Linked DNA regions of Loxodonta africana: region 2 is linked to region 1. A link is a contact called in public Hi-C data. All regions are on one chromosome and are shown on one strand. The core of a region is the stretch at or near the end of the contact, and the rest is flanking DNA. Distances in the headings are between cores, read along the strand shown.

Region 1 (3,018 bases), core at 145-2,644:
GCTAAATAAATACTCTGCTGAAAGTGAAGAGGACTTGAAGTACCTACTGATGAAGAAGATCTGATGAATTGCCTTCGTAGCACAATAAGGAAGGCAATGCAAGTGGATTTCAATGCGAGCTCCTTTAATTCCCAGCTCTGTGACCATAGGTAAGTCACTGAATTTTGTAGGCCTTAGTTTTCTCATATTTAAAATGAGGATTAGAAATAGCTTCTACCTTATAGGTGTAAAGGATTAAATGAAGCAACACATGTAAAACCCTCAGCCAAGTGTCAGACACATAGTAAGCACCCAACTTTTACTTATTTGTAATATCACTATTATTATTAGCCAATGTAACTGAATTTACCAAATAACTGAAAGTAATTCTGAGGTGTAGTGTTCATTATCCATAACTGGTATGATTTAATTAATAGAACTCAAGAAAATATTCAGAGACCCTGAAAATAAAGACAGTCCTGAAATGATTTTCTGCAAAGCCCAGGCATGTAATTTTTAAAGAAAAAAGTGTGTTAGAAGTACAGTGGTAGTTTAGAACAGTGGTAGTTTAGAAACATCGCCTTGAAGATAATTCACTAAAAATACCAAAAGGACAGTCTTTCATGGTAATGGCATAGGACTGTACCATCAGCTAGGGGCTCACTGTTTCTTCTAGTAGTTGGGTGTAGTGCTGGTCTGTATAACCTCAACCTTAAAAGTTAGACAAGTGTCCCCAAATACTAAAATTACAATATTTTAACTCTAGAGAATCCTTGGCAATCATTGTGAGTGAAGACGTCTATAGTAGAAAGAGAACCAAATGTGCAGTGTCCTGTAAAACCAAAGCAAAGATTCATCTCCCTATCACACTTGACAGCACCAGGGAATGACTCTCCCAAAGCCACACATACCCCTGGAATTCCTGACTTCTAGCCCAAGACTCTTTAGTCCCTGCTAAACTGTAGTCTCCGTTAAACCTGATTCTCCCTCGGGGGACTACGGGGTGTTCACTGTAGAGCGAAGTCAGCCCCTAATGTGGCTGCAAGAAGCCAACGTCCGTTGGTCAGGCTGGACCCCAACGCGAGGTGTGTATAGGGGAGAGGGCGGCCCGTCACTCACCGCGTGCCTCCAGGGGGACGGCTTCTGCAAAAATTTATTCCAGAACACCTGAACAGGCCAAACCCTCTGCGGAGGCAGCACCGGCTCCCGAGGGCTCAGCTCCTGGTCCTTCAACCATCGCCTCCTCAGCTCTCGCAGCTGCTGCAGCCGCAATTTCTCGTCTGGCGTGTACCCCGACATGTCACCGCTGGTATCAAGGGACAAGGATGGCCCGTCCCCGACGCACGGGCTTGTCCCTTACGCGCGCTCGCGCTCGGCAAAGCGACCTTGCGAGGACACCTGGGAGTGGCGCGGGGCTATAACGTCACACGTCCTGCCTCTGCGACGGCGCCCAACCCCGGTGCGAGGGAAGCCATGGCCGTGCATGCGCAACAGCCTCCACCCTGCTTTACGGGCTCAGATCACGCGCTGGAGGGCGGTAGGACACTTCAGATGCAGGATGAGAGAAGTGATGGATAAAGAGAAGATACGAGAGGTCAGAAGCCTGGAGGTTCTGATAAGGAAAAACTGGTACGTTGACAGCTGGAAGGATGAGAATATATGTTCCGATGAATGTGATGTCCGAGTGCAAGATTCTTCGCTTGCCTCTCCCACTGTGGCGTTCCTCTTCCCATGACCTAGAGAGACTCTGGAGGCAGTTAGATCCAAGTTCAGTAACTGGTAAAGTGACCTTGGGCAACTTTTACGGAAGGAAGTAAAAAGAGTAGTTTAACCTCTACCAGGATTACATAGATGCAGTCACCCTTTGACCCAGCAGTCTCACTTCAAGGACTATCCCAAAGATGTGGATATAGGAAAGGAATGTATATGTCTCTTCGTTGCAGCGCTATTTATAACAGCAAAACACTGAAAATTACCCAAAAATCCCTCAATAGAGAACTGGTTAAATAAATTATGGTACTCCTACGCAAGCTGAGGCAGCTGTAAAAAGTTATAAAGGACTGTACATACAACTGTGGAGCAATCTCCAGAATATATTTTAAGTTTAAAAAGCTAGGTGGTGAGAAGTGTATATAATAAGCTGCCTTTTGTCCAAAAAGGAGTGGCAATGGTGGTAAAGCTAAATATACATATTTTGTTGTTGTTAGCTGCTGTGGAGTCAACTCTGGCTCATGGTGACCTTATGGGACAACAGAAAAGGACATTGCCCAGTCCTGTATCATCCTCACAATCTCCAGCAGGATCGAGTTCATTGTTGCGTCCCTTATGCCAATCCATCTCACTGAGGGAGACTGTCGTTGGCCCTCTACTTCACCAAACGTGATGTCCTCTAGCAATTGATCCCTCCTGATGGGTCCAAAGCAAGTGAGTCAATGTTCTGTTGTTACCTTTAAGGTTTTCACTGACTAATTTTTGTAAGTAGATCACCAGGCCTTTCTTCCTAGTCTTAGTCTGGAAGTTCCACAGAAACCTGTCCACCACGGGTGACCCTGCTAGTATTTGAAATACCAGTGGCATAGCTTCCAGTATTATAACAACATGCAAGGCACCACAGTATGACAAACTGACACATTTGCTTAAATTTTTAAAGTAATAGAAAGGAAAATGATTTTTTTAAGGTTGCCTACAGGGGAAGAAAAGGAATAATAGAAGTTAGACTTCTCTGAATATACTTTGTTTCATAGATTTGATTTTAGAACCCTGTAAATATTCCAAGCATTGTAAAAATTAAATTTACCAAGAAAAAAAGTCAAAATAAAATGAAACAAATGGATCTAAATGATCAGCTTCGTGGCATAAGCTCACAGACAGATGCCGTTCCAAGTAATTTTAAACCACCATGAAACAGGCAGTCTCAGAGCTCAGCCCTTCAAGGAGACACCTGCTCTGGCTTATCCTCCTACACTAAGCAGAATAGGATACACATTCTTCTGATATTGTCCTTGATAAAATAACCACAGACTGGCCATAGCTGGCCTC
Region 2 (3,018 bases), core at 330-2,829, 150 kb before region 1:
GTCTTAACTAAAACCATCGCCTAGAGTGGAGTCCCCCCATGTGTCTGTCAGTGTGTCACCTGCTGCAAAGGATCTCTTTAAAGTTTGAAAAGCAAAGACATCACCTTGAAGACTAAGGTGCACGTGAACCTTGAAGACTAAGGTGCGCATAATCCAAACCATGGTATTTTCAATCACATCATATGCATGTGAAAGCTGGACAATGAATAAAAAAGACCGAAGAAGAACTGATGCCTTTGAATTGTGGTGTTGGCAAAGAACATTGAATATGCCACGGACTGCCAAAAGAACGAACAAATTTGTCTCAGAAGTACAACCAGAATGCTCCTTAGAAGCAAGGATGGTGAGACTGCATCTTACATACTTTGGACACATTGTCAGGAAGAGTCAGTCCCTGGAGAAAGACATCATGCTCGGCAAAGTACAGGGTCAGCGGAAAAGTGGAAGACCCTCACCGAGGTGGATTGACACATGGCTGCAACAATGAGCTCAAGCATAACAATGATTGTAAGGATGGTGCAGGACCGGGCAGTGTTTCCTTCTGTTGTGCATAGGGTCGCTATGAGTCGGAACCGACTTGACGGCACCTAACAACAACAAGAGAGGAGATGGACTCATAGTGACCGCATAGGACAGAGTAGGGCTGCCCCATTGGGTTTCCAAGGAGCAGCTGATGGATTTGAACTGCCGATCTTTTTCAGTTAGCAGCAGAGCTTTTAACCACTGCACCACCAGGGCTCCAATCTTAGTAATAAGATCTTAGTAATAGCTATTAGTTATTCGTCCCATAAGCTGTTTATCCAGATACTCAAGGTTAAAAAAGAAAAAACTACAATAACTTTCTAAATCTGTCCAGGAAAACCTCACCACCTTTCATCTACAAAGATCTGATCACTTCTTTGGACTGAAATGTCTGAACGTTTGCCTGAGAGGGTGCAACTCCAACCAACTTGACTATCAAAAGCAGGTTCTGTGAAGAAAGTCCACTCAATGTCATTTCTCAGCGAGTGAAGAGAATGCATTAAAAAGTGTTGTTACGCGTTAAAGAAATAACAATTACACACAGAAACTTTGCCTTTGCAAGCCATGGGAATGCTGAAGTCCTACTCTGTCAGCATGTCGCCGGTACCGCTTGGCGCGCTTTGTGCAAGAAATCAAAGCGGCGGGTGGATGGGGGACAAAATGACCCCACCTACCGGGGCAGCCGAATAATCAGGCCGCTGCCCTTATGGCAAATCGTTAAAAACACAAAAACAAACAAAAAAAGCCAGGCAGCACTTCATCTTTTCGGCTCGCTTCCTAGAACGAGCTGGACAGTTAAACTCTAAGCCCAAAGAAAGCGGAAAGTCACCCTCATCCCAGGCTCTGGGACGCAGAGCCGCCCTGTCCCGGCGAGGCGCCCCTCCTCTTCCTGCCGCGGAGCCCTCGGCCGTCCCACCACGCGCGGAGGTGGAAGCCGCCTCTCCAGCCCGCCTGGGGGCGGGGCCGCCGGCCAAGAGGCCCCGGCTGCTTCCGACGGAGGGGCGGGGCCTGCTCGCGCCCCGCCCCCGGCCGGCTGCCCTGGAAGGCGCAGGAGGAGGAGCGTCGAGGCGACGGCGGCGGCCGAACCGCGCTGCGCACGGGATCGGGCTTCGCAACTTGCTCCGGGCTCGCCAGTCGCGGGAGCACCACGGTGCAATCCATTGTGAGTACCAACGCGGTCAGACAGATGTCCGAGAGGGAGCACGGCCGCCTGCCCCCGCAGACTAGTCGGTGCGATCCTTGCCCACCGCGCCCGCTGCACCTTTCCCGAGCCGGACTGAGACCGCCGAGCGGCCAGGGTGGGGGGAGGGGGACGAGTCTGGGGAGGGAGCGAAGGGAAGCAGGACAGGCCCCTGGGGGCTGACTTCTCCGTGCTGCCTCGGCCGGCGCCGCGCCGGGAGACAGTATGGGGCACTGGAAATGGCTCTTGCCGGTCTTTGCCGAGGCTGTGCGGCCCGCACAGGTAGTCCTTGCCCCGAGGGTGTGCCTGTCGCACTGGGAGTCCTCACCCCGAGGCTGTGCGGCCAGCACAGGGAGCCCTCATCCCAGGTGTGTGCCTGGCGCACTGGGAGTCCTCACCCCGAGGCTGTGCGGCCAGCACAGGGAGCCCTCGTCCCAAGTGTGTGCCTGGCGCACTGGGAGTGCTCACCGAGGCCGTGCGGGCCGCACAGAGAGTCCTCCCCGCGAGGGTGTGCCGGCCGTCCGGGGCGTCTTCACTGACAGTGTGCGCGCTGCCAGGGGAGTCCTCACCCTGAGGGTGTACGGGCAGTCCAGCGAGTCCTTCCCGAGCCTGTGCGGGCCGCACAGAGGGTCCTCCCCGCGAGGCTGTGCGGGCCGCCCGGGGAGTCTTCACCCCTAGGGTGTGCGGGCCCCCGGGGAGTCTTCACCCCAAGGCTGTGCGGGCCGCCCGGGGAATCCTCACCCCGAGGCTGTGCGGGCCCCCGGGGAGTCTTCACTGACAGTGTGCGCGCTGCCAGGGGGGGTCCTCACCGCGGGTGCTCGGGCTGCTCCGGGAGCCTTCACCCTGAGAATGCGCGGGCCGCCCGGGGAGTCTTCACTCCGCGGGTGTTGCGGGCCGCCCGGGGAGTCCTGGTCCCGAGAGTGTGGGGCCAGCTGGGGAGTCCTCACGCCCCAGGGTGTGGGGACTGCTGGGGTGTCCTGACCCTGAGGGTGTACAGGGGGAGTTCTCACCCCCAGGTCGTGAGGGCAAATCGGGTAATCCACACCAATGGGTAAGGGGAAATGGGCACAAGGGGAAGGCGCCTTTGGGTGGAAGAGTTGGGCAGAGCCTAGTCTGATAGATTCAGGGATCCAGGAAGGGAGTGTGGGCCGCTCTCTGGTGGGGCTCTCCTTCCCAATTCAGCCAGCACATCGGAGTGGCACCTCTCCCCACCTCCCGCTCTTGCGAGGAGAGACCCACGTAACCCTCCTGACAAGGAAGCAACCTCTAAAACAGTAGTTCTCTAACATTTTGGACTCAGTACTGCTTTACGCTTT

The links. Hi-C and Micro-C count contacts between places; a contact is called where the count stands out from the background.
Region 2: a contact with region 1 is called in a Hi-C map of umbilical cord endothelial cells, with 3 times the contacts expected there. The contact joins the promoter of ACO1 here to the promoter of NDUFB6 in region 1. A contact is called at or near these places in 3 of 3 Hi-C or Micro-C datasets (blood, fibroblasts and umbilical cord endothelial cells).

What each region holds. Positions count from the first base shown.
Region 1 is chr9:84,845,622-84,848,639 of mLoxAfr1.hap2, reverse strand. It overlaps NDUFB6 (NADH:ubiquinone oxidoreductase subunit B6), which reads right to left and starts at 1,394. Exons shown (of 4, transcript XM_003407319.4): 1 at 1,099-1,394. The coding sequence starts at 1,278. LOC135232468 (a long non-coding RNA gene) reads left to right here and starts at 1,456. Exons shown (of 4, transcript XR_010323080.1): 1 at 1,456-1,608; 2 at 2,187-2,403.
Region 2 is chr9:85,000,469-85,003,486 of mLoxAfr1.hap2, reverse strand. ACO1 (aconitase 1) reads left to right here and starts at 1,579. Exons shown (of 21, transcript XM_064291812.1): 1 at 1,579-1,684.